Regions from separate parts of the Mus musculus genome. Here region 2 is linked to region 1. The links are chromatin contacts, called in public promoter capture Hi-C maps. All regions are on one chromosome and are shown on one strand. The core of a region is the stretch at or near the end of the contact, and the rest is flanking DNA. Distances in the headings are between cores, read along the strand shown. Region 1 holds the start of Ttn (titin). Region 2 has its middle 61 kb from the start of Gm13944.

Region 1 (5,714 bases), core at 125-2,624:
GTGTTCTGACATTAAAGGGCAGGCTCTGAATTGTCAATTGCCTCATTTTTATCTTTCACAACATTCTTTGTTCACTAAATGTTACAGTGCAATACTCTTCTTAGTCCTATAACTCAATTTTTTTTGAGACAAAATTCATACCCCATAAAAATCCAGATGTTATCCAAAAGTTTTCAGGAAACATTTCTCAGAAACTCTTGCTTCTTTCACATTATCTTTCAGATGAACACATTTTATGCCTAATTTTTCCTGTCTGTAAGCCAGTGTATCTTCAAAAAAAATTAGCTATCTCCTTAGATAAACCATGTATAATTAAGTATTTATCTAATAATGGGCATTTACAATTTGTAATCTAATCCCAGGAAGATAGGGAATCAAAGTGTATTTAGAAATTAAGAATCCTTTATTTCTTACCCTTTTTAGCATTAACATTATCTCACACCATATAATTGGATTGTGGGTTAAATTAAAATGCATAATGAGATCTGGAATCTTCTAGAAAGCAATTCTATAGCTTCATTCAAACTTATAAAATGTTGAGAATTAAGTGGCCTAGCTGGGTTTGATATTCTTATTGTCTAGGAAGACTAAATTTGTTTCTGTGAGCACTTGTTTCTCAGAGGCCTAAGGCTGAAGGCATGCATCTGAAATGTCACACTCCCAAAATAAACCGTCCAGCTTGACTGACAGCAGACAAGTGTTCTGCCACCGTCCGCAACAGATACCTCAGCAGTGGATTCCCTTAAAAAGTCATTGGGTGCAGCTGATGCCACATGGGTTTTCTCTGAGCTATTCTTGGTCTGCCTTGCTTTATCAACGGGTCACATAACCTTGTACATTCTCAGCAGACACGTTTACTAAGGAAGCAAACATTCATGTCCCCATTTCAGACTCCTGGTTCTAGGACATCCCATACATTTTAAAAATCAGAATGGTTGACTATCGCTTCAGCACTTGATTCTTTTCTTTTTTCTTTTCTTCTTTTCTTTTCTTTCCCTTTCTTTCTCTCTGGAAAATGTACATTTCAAAACCAAATTTAAAACACAGATTCACACTGTAGGTCAGCAAGATGAAACCTTTAACAGAAGGCATTCATTGTTCAGAGCATCCAATAGTAACCAATCAGAAAGAGCTCCAGGGATCAAACAAGCTGGTTCTCACTCACCTGATTTCTCAGGAGTGCCCAAAAAGGGTGGGACCAAGCCCAAGTTTGCTTCTGAAACGACGTCCTACGTAGAGTTGGTTTTTCCAACCATCTCCGACATGAATCGGTGAGCCTCTAACCCTCCAAACAAAACCACACAGTCTTGACTGTGTGGTTTTGTTTCCTATGCAATCCCTACACCCGAGGCGAGGTGGGAATGCGCGACTGCTCCAGAGCCAGGGGCTGGCCGGCCCTTATATTCCCCAGATCTGCTGACAGCCCAACATCCTTACAGCCCGGCTCTGTGATTGGCTCTGTTAGGAAGGCATGATGGGAGAGGACCTATTTGGGAGTATCACAGACCACCTGTTCCTCTGATTGGCAGTGCTAAATTTAGCCTTTCAGAAGAGGCTTTACCGAGGAAATAGAATTGTATTTTAAAATCGACCTCACTGGGACTCAGAGACAAGAGTGGTTGCTGCAAACGTGAAAACTCTACCCAGGTGGAACGGAGGCCAGAATGTGACAAAGGATAAAACTTGTGGACATTTGTAGATCTAAAACAATCCTGAACTTGAGCCCCGTGCCCTGTGAGTCAGGCTCCACTTCTGTTCCCTACCCTCTAAACCCAACCAAATGGGCCTGTCAATCATGACAGCTGATGAAGTAATTTATATCACACATAGGTTTCATCTTCTCTGAAGACTCAGTTTCGATAAACGTAGCATTTGAAGAGAATCCATTTGTCCTGTTTGTTCTATAGAATAGCTATGCCAATGTCAGTGAGTTATGTGTACCCCAGCCTTGCAGGAAATAACACCCAAAGGCAAAGTCTGCTTAAGGCTTCGGTATAGTCTGTGTGGGACAATGTCTGCTCTGGTTAGAGTTCATTTTTGCCTGCCAGTAGTATTTACCAATACCCATGGGCTGCCTTGCTGAGTGGTGAAGTCTGAGTTTAAACCAGCCATAGGGTTCTTTTACTTGGTGTAAGATTAGTACAGGGTGTGCTTCTAATCTCTGCAGCTTGCTGTCACTAATGGGAAGTGTTTAGGGCATGATATACTTACTATTTTAGGAGTGAATTTAATTTTAAGCCAGAGATAGTTCAAATACAAAAGATCATATCAAATGGCCTTTGTTGTGGCTCAACCCAGGGATTTGTAAAATTCTGCTCAGAGCAAAGAAAATTGACTCATTGATAAAGGAAAGACACTTCTATCAATAAAACAGACTTTAAAAAATTAAATTTTAAAACAAATTTCCTTATGTTTGTAATAAAAATGTTCCCTGTTGTGGGATAAATTGGCCTTGCAGTAGACTTTGAACTTTTTGAGCCTTTTCAGTCTCCTGGCTACCTATATAGTGATAGTTCATTAACATTTAACAGCTTCAATTTACCAGCAACTGGCTCCGTGAAGCTCTGATAAGAAGCTGACACCACCGTGTCCTTATTTAAACAGCTATCTCCTTTACCTAAGTGCTGCTGTCTGGCTGGAGCCGCCATGCCCAACCCCCACCAGCCGGTGTCTGCTATCACTCAGTTTCATCCCTTTCTTCCCAAATGGCCAGTTTCATGTTGTGTATCTTGACAGTGACTCCCAACCAGAGACTCCTGTTAAGGGAACTTGTCAGTCATAATAGACAATAAGTGAACTTCTTGTTCGGGGTGCTCAATAATTTGCTATTTATTTAAAATTCATTTGTGCATCTCTCTCTCTCTCTCTCTCTCTCTCTCTCTCGTGTGTGTGTGTGTGTGTGTGTGTGTGTGTGTGTGTGTGTAGCATACATGTTTCTAATCTAGAGTATGTCAGTGTCATGTCATGTTTATCGGGGGCAAGTGAAGCCATTTTAGCTCTGGAAACTTTAGCTAACAACTGAATAGAGACCTGGAGCTTGTGTTCCATTGAGTTGAGCCCAACACAATTCAGAGAGCAGATAAGCTATGAAAATACACCATATACTGCAAACATGAAGTCCTATGTGTCTCCTCCCGAGCTGCCTGTCTGTTCGCTGTCCTTGAACTTTCTAGACTTTTCAGTATTATTGAGATCCCAGCCTTTGGGTGCTCACGTTTGTAGAACGCTCTGAGTTAAGGAGGAGAGAGGGGGGATAAGGAAGGAAAAGGGAATCAGCCAGCACTCACTGCTATGAAAAGAGGCGACTGATGTATAAACGGTATCAGACTGGGTACCGCACCACAGTAAGCATTAGCTTTTTCATTAAGTTGGGCATAGTTGGAGCATAGCAAGCCAGCCTATTGGAAATGAGCCACTTCTCAGACAGAGGAGTCTGCTGATGCTGTAAGAGCTCCATTTAGTATGCTGACTGGGGAGTCACACAGATAATCCCAAACAGCTGCTAATTCAAATATAATGCCTGCTTAGTTTTGGAATGTGTGGTATGATTTGCCCTTTGAGCATCATATTCAATGTAATTTACTAAATATTTATTAAACACATGCTCAATGCTGAACACTTTAAATTATTCTGATTTACAGTCTGTCACTCTTTACTGGACAAATATGGACTGGGCAGTGACTTTGTCCCCAGCCCTGTGCTAGAGGTCGGTCGCACCCTCAGAGAAGTCAGCCTCCTTTGTTAAATTCCTATGGAAGAAGGTCTTCACAGACAACTGATAAGCAGTTACTATTCGGTGACTGAGATAGAGGTTAGAGCATCCAAAAATTCACATGGATACTCACTCACCACCTCGGCTGCGTTCAGCCTTCCTTTGTGTGACACAGAACCACTTACGACAGTTGCAGCTTCCCGAGAGGCATTTGAGAAGTAGGTCCAGTTTTAGTGCTTAACACAGAGAAGTATCTAAGAGAAACAAGCAAAAGTAGTGCCTCTTGTACTTTGTTAAAATATATATGTGTTAAATATATATTGCTATTGGTGATGGTATTATAGTTATTCACAGGATACACAAATTTGTCCCCTAGAAGTCTGTAATTTAGCAAGTCCAGCAGTATGCATTCACACCGCATCTGCATAATCCTTCCCATGCTCGAATAACTCCAATGTGCAAACATGGGCTCAGAGCTCTTTTTCCACACGGAAGTAGATCAAAGCAAGTTCAGGAAGTGCATAAGGAAGGAAGTGCTGAGTCCAGCAGCTTGAGTTCATGTATGCCTTCTGTAGGTGACAAAGTCAGAGAAGCTACACAGGGTGGGAGAGAGGCAAGAAATTGTTGCTTAAAATTTAAGTGAAAAGCCGGGCGTGGTGGCGCACGCCTTTAATCCCAGCACTCGGGAGGCAGAGGCAGGCGGATTTCTGAGATCGAGGCCAGCCTGGTCTACAAAGTGAGCTCCAGGACAGCCAGGGCTATACAGAGAAACCCTGTCTCGAAAAAACAAAAACAAAACAAAACAAAAACAAACAAACAAAAAAATTAAGTGAAGATTGTCTCTTCAACAGCAAGATTAAAGGAGTCAATTTCTATCACTCTTCATTCTATGCTAGTGGTCAGCACCACATCTACTATCACACTAAAACCAAAACTGTCATTTTACACACACTTGACACTTTCACCAAAGTAAGAAATCAGAAAGTATAATTCTTCAATCTCTCAATAGCACCAACTGCAGAGCCGAGTTGGGGGACTCCCAGATTTGACTCTCAGTGGGCTATAGGCAACTTGAGTCTCTGATTTGCCTGTTATGGGTTGTGGATTATAATATCTATTTCAAAGAACTGTCAGGAAGATTGAATGACAGAAGGACGTGGCAGTGCCAGGACAGTGGGAACCTGACACACGATGGGTGTCCAGTTGTTTGGTTCCTGTTGAGCATGACACAAGACAAATATTTCCGGTGCCTCCCAACACTGATTTGATCAGTTCCTAACCATCTGATTAAATATGGAAGAGAGTATATTCTAATAAATCCTTGACAACTCAAAAATGACCTCACAGCAACACAGGATGTCCTTCCCCCCAAAAGGACTTCAGAAGGTAATATAACATTTAAGTGATTAAAGCAGAACCCAAGCAAAACCAGAATCATATGGAAGAAATAAACGAGGTTTCCAGAGACCTGATGCAGTAATCCATAAGCCAGAAGACAGACCAACTCAGTAGACATCACTGGAGCTAACGAATAGTCTCATCAAGTAGCAAGATTCCTCATGACGACGGAGGTGACTGGGTTCATTCTATGTAGGGACAACTATAAACACTGCACCTGAGATTAAAGGTTCCCACCAGAAATTGTCTTTTATGGGTGAAAAATACATTTTGGTCTGACACAAAGGAACCTGCCAAAATGAAAATAATGACTTTATCAAATGCCTATACAGACAGACATGCAAACCAGTCCACTGCATTTAGGGTGGGTACATGTCAACACATTTAACTCAGGAGTGGATCTTCCAAAATCGGGAGAGTAGAAAGCTTGATGGCAGTGTCATTCATGGTCTCTGAAAACAAAGGGAAGCTTAGAGAAGTGCTTTCTCTTTTCTTCCTTTTTCAATTAAGTCCTGAGTGTGTCTCCCTGTGCCAAGGACCAGAGATGCTAAAGACCTGAGTGTTCTTCACCTGATGTTAGTTAAGAAAGTGAGTGCTATGTAGC
Region 2 (6,063 bases), core at 1,329-3,828, 420 kb after region 1:
TATGTGTCTGATAAGTTCTTGGGTATGGCTTTCCTTACACAATTTTATTATGCCCATGTGTCCCTGCTGTCTCAATTTACTGCAATGAAACAAAGAAGGGAGTCTCCATTTCTATTCCCAGAAATAAGTCATTTATCAATCTGCACTGGATGGTTGGTTTCTGACACAGGCATGGTTTTCTGGGTCTACGCAAGGGCTGCAATCATCCTTCTCCCTCAAAATGAAATCAAAACTGCTTGCGAAATGGAGTCCCCTAGGGAACATACAGTCTCAAAAATCAGTTTTAGAAAATGTGGACTTAGTGCAGGACATAGTCTGACCTCAACACCGGCAAACAGTTATTAGGTGTAGACTAAGCAGCCCTGTGCCTCATTGACCTGTAAGGAAGGCTGTGTATTGCTTTAACTTTTCCAGGGGACAAACCAAAGTGAGACTTCATCAAAGCTCAACTTGATGAGCCCAGTGCATGTCTTGGGCTTTTTTATACAGCACAGGTGAAAGGTTATATGCAGAAATATTGGAGACACCCAAACAACGGTATCAATGCAAAGTCCCACTCCATCATGGAAGATGACCTCAGGAAAGCTGCATCAATCAAACCCTTTCAATTAACCTTCCATTTCCTATCTACTCTAGTGTCTCCCAAGATCACCTACAGTGGGAGGAGGGTTGGAGGAATAACAGCAAGAATCTCAGGTGAAGCTTTCCTGAGTCTCCTTGGAAGTGTTAATAGCTTTATACCATTACCACAGACCTGGCTACCACTGTGCTGTTCTGCTCTGGTTGCCATGGATACTGGAGGGAAAGTCCAAAATGGCATCATGTTATGCCCAGAGAGGGGTGAAAATTGAGACACAGAAAACCACCATACAATATCACACAAGATCACTGCAGCGTTTGTATTCACAGTTGTAGGTGGAGTGACATCTTCACTGGTCCAGTCCTCCACCTCCCAGACTTTTGGTGAGCTTTCCCGAAGGAACTCCTTAAGTGTTCCACCTCCATGGCACTTGTGCTACCCAGTGACAAGATGAAGTCCAGGCTCTCTGCAAGTGCCTGGACTGGAATGTATGAAACTAAGGTTTGCCCATTGAAATGAAAGCTAGACATTGGGAAGTGTCATGGGACATTCAGGTTGTTAGCAGAATTGAGAACAGCGGCCTCTCTTCCTTACAAGGGACCAACCAGCGTTGTATTCAGGCCATTGCGCTAGAGATGGTGAGACAGGGTAGAGTATTGCTATGCTATTTCCAGTTAGTTCCCAAGCAGCAGGAACTCTCTGAAAAGTACTTCCTTGAACCATAGGTGGTGACCTACAGATGGGCATCTCTGGTGACTCCCTGGCATGTATAGAAAATGCAGTGGTACATACATGGCTATGCATATTTTTTTCTGTAGTAAGAACTTAAAACTTTAATGGGTTCTCATGGAACTACCTCCACCCCTATCCTACCTTTCTCCTCAGGGTGAGTGCCTCAGCCTTTAGCTCTTCTCACTTGCTGGGTAGGGGGACAGGGATCTCTAGGCCTCTGGGTTTTGGAGCAGGAGTGAATGAGAGGGATCCATTTGCTCTGCCTTGCAAATCAACTGCTCCTCCCTAGGTTCAACAAATATACACCAATACATCTGAACCCAGTAGAAAGAGCATGGCTTCAAGAGACACCCTTGCTACTGGAGTTTAATTAAATGGAGAAAAGGCAGGTTTGCACACATCTTCCCACTAGTCCGCCCCATTTGTAGCAGAGGCTATATTACCATTTTAAAACAGCCTTAGGGAAAACAGATTCTTCTTAGAGAGAATGACAACGTCTGGGGGGAAATAGTAGGAGTGGTAATGGAGAGTGTTGATTTAATTAATTTTATTGCCTATCTGCATCACCCGGGAGCAGGTAAAATAACCAAACAAGACATGCCATTTCATCTTCATGATCCCCACATTCAAGTCTGCAGGAATTTACTTAGCTGTGTAAGGCAAAAGAAATTGAGGTATTGAGGTCTTGGGATCGAGAGACAGAATTCCCACAGCGCTCTGAAAATAAACTTTAGGGGACAGGTAGCTACTGGTTGGAGGTCTGGGAATGCCCTTGACTGGGGATGTCACCTCCCTGGAGGGGTAGGGAGGGAGTGTGCTTCCAGTACAATTGGGGAGGGGTGTGTGTGCTCAGTATTATGTCTGCTGTGGGCACCCTGGACTTACATAGCTTACATTGATCGATCCTAGGTTCTGTCTTTTTCGAATTCGTGCTCCAAAGTGGCTTGGTTAATTAAGTCGCCTGTTTGTCTGTGTATCCTAGAACACCCCACTTCATTTCAAACATCTTTGGGAACAGCAGGATGCTGCTCCCCATTTACTTGTAGGGGCAGAAGAACCACAGGCTTCCTTCTTGCTTTGGCTCCTTGGGTTGCCAGGATTTCCATCTGCTCTCAGGAGAAGGCGAGGAAACCCGCCCTACATCCAGCATAGACTGGATCAAGCTTTCACGCTGATTTTATATTAGAGCCAAACACAGTTGCGGCTGCTCCAGACTGGTCCCCTTTATTGACTGAACTGTCCTTGGGAGGGAGGGAGCTGTGTGGGAAGACAGGCTTCCCAGCAACAGAAACCTTGCAGCACACGCAGTGTGCGGCCCCTGCTGGGTGAAAATGGCTTCGGGTCTTCCTAAATGCCGAGTTGGTCTTGCCTTAAGGATTTGACTTAGTCTAAATTGTCAAGTCCCAGCTCCGCCTAATAACTCCACTATTGCGTGCATTTGCTTTTAATGAGCACTATGCTACCTAAATTCTGCAGACAGTAGGCATAGCAGATTGTGAAAGATCAGCATTTAGCACTGAACATGGGGACATGGGCAGATGTTTGTCTCAGTGGCTCAGCCTCTGGCTAGTCAGCCCCCAGCCCCTGGCTGGCTGCAGGCTCTGGGGAGCTCCCCACAGCCGATCTACCTACAAAAGGACTCAGTTTACAGACAGAGCTTCCTTGGCTCCCCTCCCCCACAGCGGGGCACAGTCACATGGGCCTGGCTCTTGGTGTGAGGGGATGAAAACACCCACAGGGCGCTTTCATCTCCTCTTAGCTTCTGTCTTCAGTGACAAATTTGGTCCCAAGCTTTGTGACCATTGAGTCTTCATGATAGGTTCCTAGTGAGGCCCGTGGGACGGATGTTTCCAGATTTGCTTTTAAAAATACCAGGTGCAGGAATCGATGTCACCATGTAGCCCTCCGAGACAGATAGGATCGCGAGATATTAGTCACTTAGCTTGTGAACAAAATGTGAAAGAAGGAATAAGAAAGGAGGGGTGGTTTGCCCCGCCCCCGCCCCGCCCTGCCCCGCCCCGCCCCCGCCCTTTCTCTGTCTTAAGAGTCACAGCTGCCATCTTCATCACTGGGTATCTGGGCTCTGAACGAGGTGCCCCTTGGCCCCACATGGAATCTGATGACAATGATGGGAGGTCTCAGAAAGGAACTGTGATTAAATCGCCACGCGGAAGCTGGCAAAATTCACACTCAGAGCAGAGAAGGATTGTTGGTAACCTGCTGGAGAATGTTTAGTGATGTGGTACTCAGAGGCATCTTTGACTGTTTAACATCATTTTATTTATTAAATGTATAAGGTCACACCTTCATCGAAGTAAAGCAACAGTGTCAGACAGCCTAATCTTTGTGTGGCTACATTTATGTTTGAAGATCAATTTTTGTTGGAGAACCCAGACCTTCCAAGGAACCAAACCATAAGAAGAGAAGTCTGGGAGACACCGAGGCCCACACCACCCACTTGCCATTTAACCTAAGTCATGCATGCCTTGTTTCCCCTCCTCAGTCAGCTAACATGGACCACATACTAACCAAGCTTTCGTCCCTGCCCTGTACAAACTCACCCTTCCTCCACAGAAACTTTCTAAGTGAGCCTTTGCAGGCTCACGCTAGGCTCTAGACTACATTGTTAGATTGTAGGTCTGTTCCTCTAAGATGAAGGTCATCTCCTGGGACTGATCTCAGAATCTGCAAAAATTAGGCCACCCACCCCCCCCCCCCAACTCTTGTACCGCTCCCTGGGAAAGAGAAGAAAGGTGTCCAGGAGTTTTACAGCTTCTCATTTCTTGTCTGACTCAGTATCTAACTCCTCTGTTGTGTAGGCTGTGCTGAACTAAGTCATATGGCATGTAACTGCCCAACGCACCCTTTGTTCTGGGGGTTTCTCTGAAGATTCTCCAACTCCCCCTGTCATCCTGTCCATGCAGGTTGTCTCTTACTTTTAACAGAGTTTTAAAGGGAAGTCTCTCTGTCCCTTTAAGGCTCCATCCTGCTGTCTCTAATGTAAGGTACCATTCCTTTGTTAATGCTTTCCATCCTCAAGGTCCAAGCATGGCTCTCTAGGGTCTCAAGGTTCTTTCCCCCCAAGAAAGCTTCTATTTGAAGAGTAATTTTGTGTCAACTCTTTCCTGAGCCAACCTATTACTCTGCATTTCTCTCCATCCATCCACCCACCCCCTCCCTCTCTCATACCCCTGCTGCATGGCTGATGTTATTAAAGACTGTTTGCCAAAAATGATCTGACTCAGGGTCTCCTTCAAACCGCTTTTTGTGCTAACAGCTGGCCCTGCCAGCATCCATGAGGACTGGGGGAGGGGAACATTTTCATTTATTACCAAACCTCTGGTGGAAGACAATAAACTCTAGAAGTTAATTTTCTAAAATTATCTAAATATAAAGTTCCCCCAAGTGATGCCAAGTAATATAATCAACATCTGATCCTAGAACAAGTTTGTTTTTTTTTTTTTTAAATCATTGAATGCCTCAATATCTACGGTCATATGGTTGGGCCCACAAAATCACTCTGGAAGTAGGTATCTGTTAACTTCAGTGTGGTGGCTTTGGATCACACATGGGGGAACTAGACGGTCTGATGAAGAAAAGCAAGCCATCACTTACCCAGATTATCTAACCCCCCCCCCCCCCCCCCCCCCCCAGTGCACACCTAGGAGGTTGGTTTTCTTCCCCTGCCTGTTAGCCTGGAAGACCTATTCTGCCCTCAGATAGAATGCCCTCGAGTTCAAACTCTTCTTGGTGTCAGCTTTGGGGGGCTTCTTCATCTCTAAGTAATTGGAGGGTATTGGATCCTTTACCGACTCGGTATGTTCCCCCGAAGAGGGGCTATTTTATTTTTGTGCCCTGTCAGGTTCACCTTCTGAGGGTCTGACTCAGCTGAGCTGACAGCGAGACAAAGACTTTGCATTTTTTGAAAATTCCAAGCAGGCTGATAGCTGAGATTAAACTCATCTCTGCAAATCAATTCCTATCAAAACAAATCACATTTCATGTTAAAACAAACTGGAAAATACACATTAAAACAAAACGAAAACTCACCCTCACTTCGAGGGTTTTAGTTATTACTTCTTCAGTAGTGGTTTGTTGTTTAATTTTAGTGTTGTGGATGCCTGGCGTATTCTCATTTGCAGGATGTATCAAGGAGGTTGCGGTGTGTTTTTATATTAGGAAAGTGATTTAGGACACAGAAGAGGTGAACTCTGGGCATTGAGGCTCCGGATGGTTTATCCTTGAGATGCTCAAAGTATAGTCACTGTGCCATTGTTTTTCAATGGTGGGCTTTGCGGTCCAAATCATTTTATCGTTCTTTTAGCTAAGATCCTAGATCAGGCCATCCTTACGTCTTAGAACTACCTCTAGTCTGAAAAAAAAATGTTGTCTTGCTTTCCTTACCAAAAAGCTCCCCCTAAAAGCAAATTCAACCCTATCCTTGCAGGCTGCAGCAGTTAATCCTGACTGCTGCATACAGCTCCTTCCAGTGACCTGTGTGCCATCTGCCACCGTCTAGCCTCTCATTTTCAGCCTTGACTTCCTATGAACCATTACCCTCTCTAGCTTCTACCCCAGGGCATTCTTTTTCTTTGTAGTACCATCTCTTCCTGCACTGAGCCATCTTGTTTTCCATGTAAGTACCTACGCAGCTCACACTGTCCCAGCCCTACCATTTGGGCTTGTTGTATTCCGTTTGCTCTTACTCTAGACCATGGGTCTCGACCTTCCTAATGCTAAGACCCTTTAGT

Evidence for each region. Promoter capture Hi-C pulls out the DNA fragments that hold promoters and counts their contacts.
Region 2: a promoter capture Hi-C map of hippocampal neurons shows a contact between it and region 1, with 3 times the contacts expected there. The contact joins the enhancer-like site here to the promoter of Ttn in region 1. A contact is called at or near these places in 15 of 39 promoter capture datasets (the 3T3-L1 cell line, 3T3-L1-derived adipocytes, cranial neural crest and 8 more), 2 of 484 Hi-C or Micro-C datasets (embryonic stem cells and palatal mesenchyme), 1 of 115 datasets of contacts at active chromatin or transcription factors (embryonic stem cells) and 1 of 9 other capture datasets (embryonic stem cells).

Annotation. Positions count from the first base shown.
Region 1 is chr2:76,981,173-76,986,886 of GRCm38.p6, forward strand. Ttn (titin) reads right to left here and starts at 1,375. Exons shown (of 313, transcript NM_011652.3): 1 at 1,166-1,375.
Region 2 is chr2:77,399,098-77,405,160 of GRCm38.p6, forward strand. No RefSeq gene overlaps it. Among named protein-coding and RNA genes, the nearest start is that of Gm13944, 61 kb to the right of the region's middle. Within about 2 kb of position 2,579, at least 31 of the 459 cell types and tissues checked have an H3K27ac peak or open chromatin away from gene starts, as enhancers often do. A contact at or near this core is called in hippocampal neurons, where this site is marked.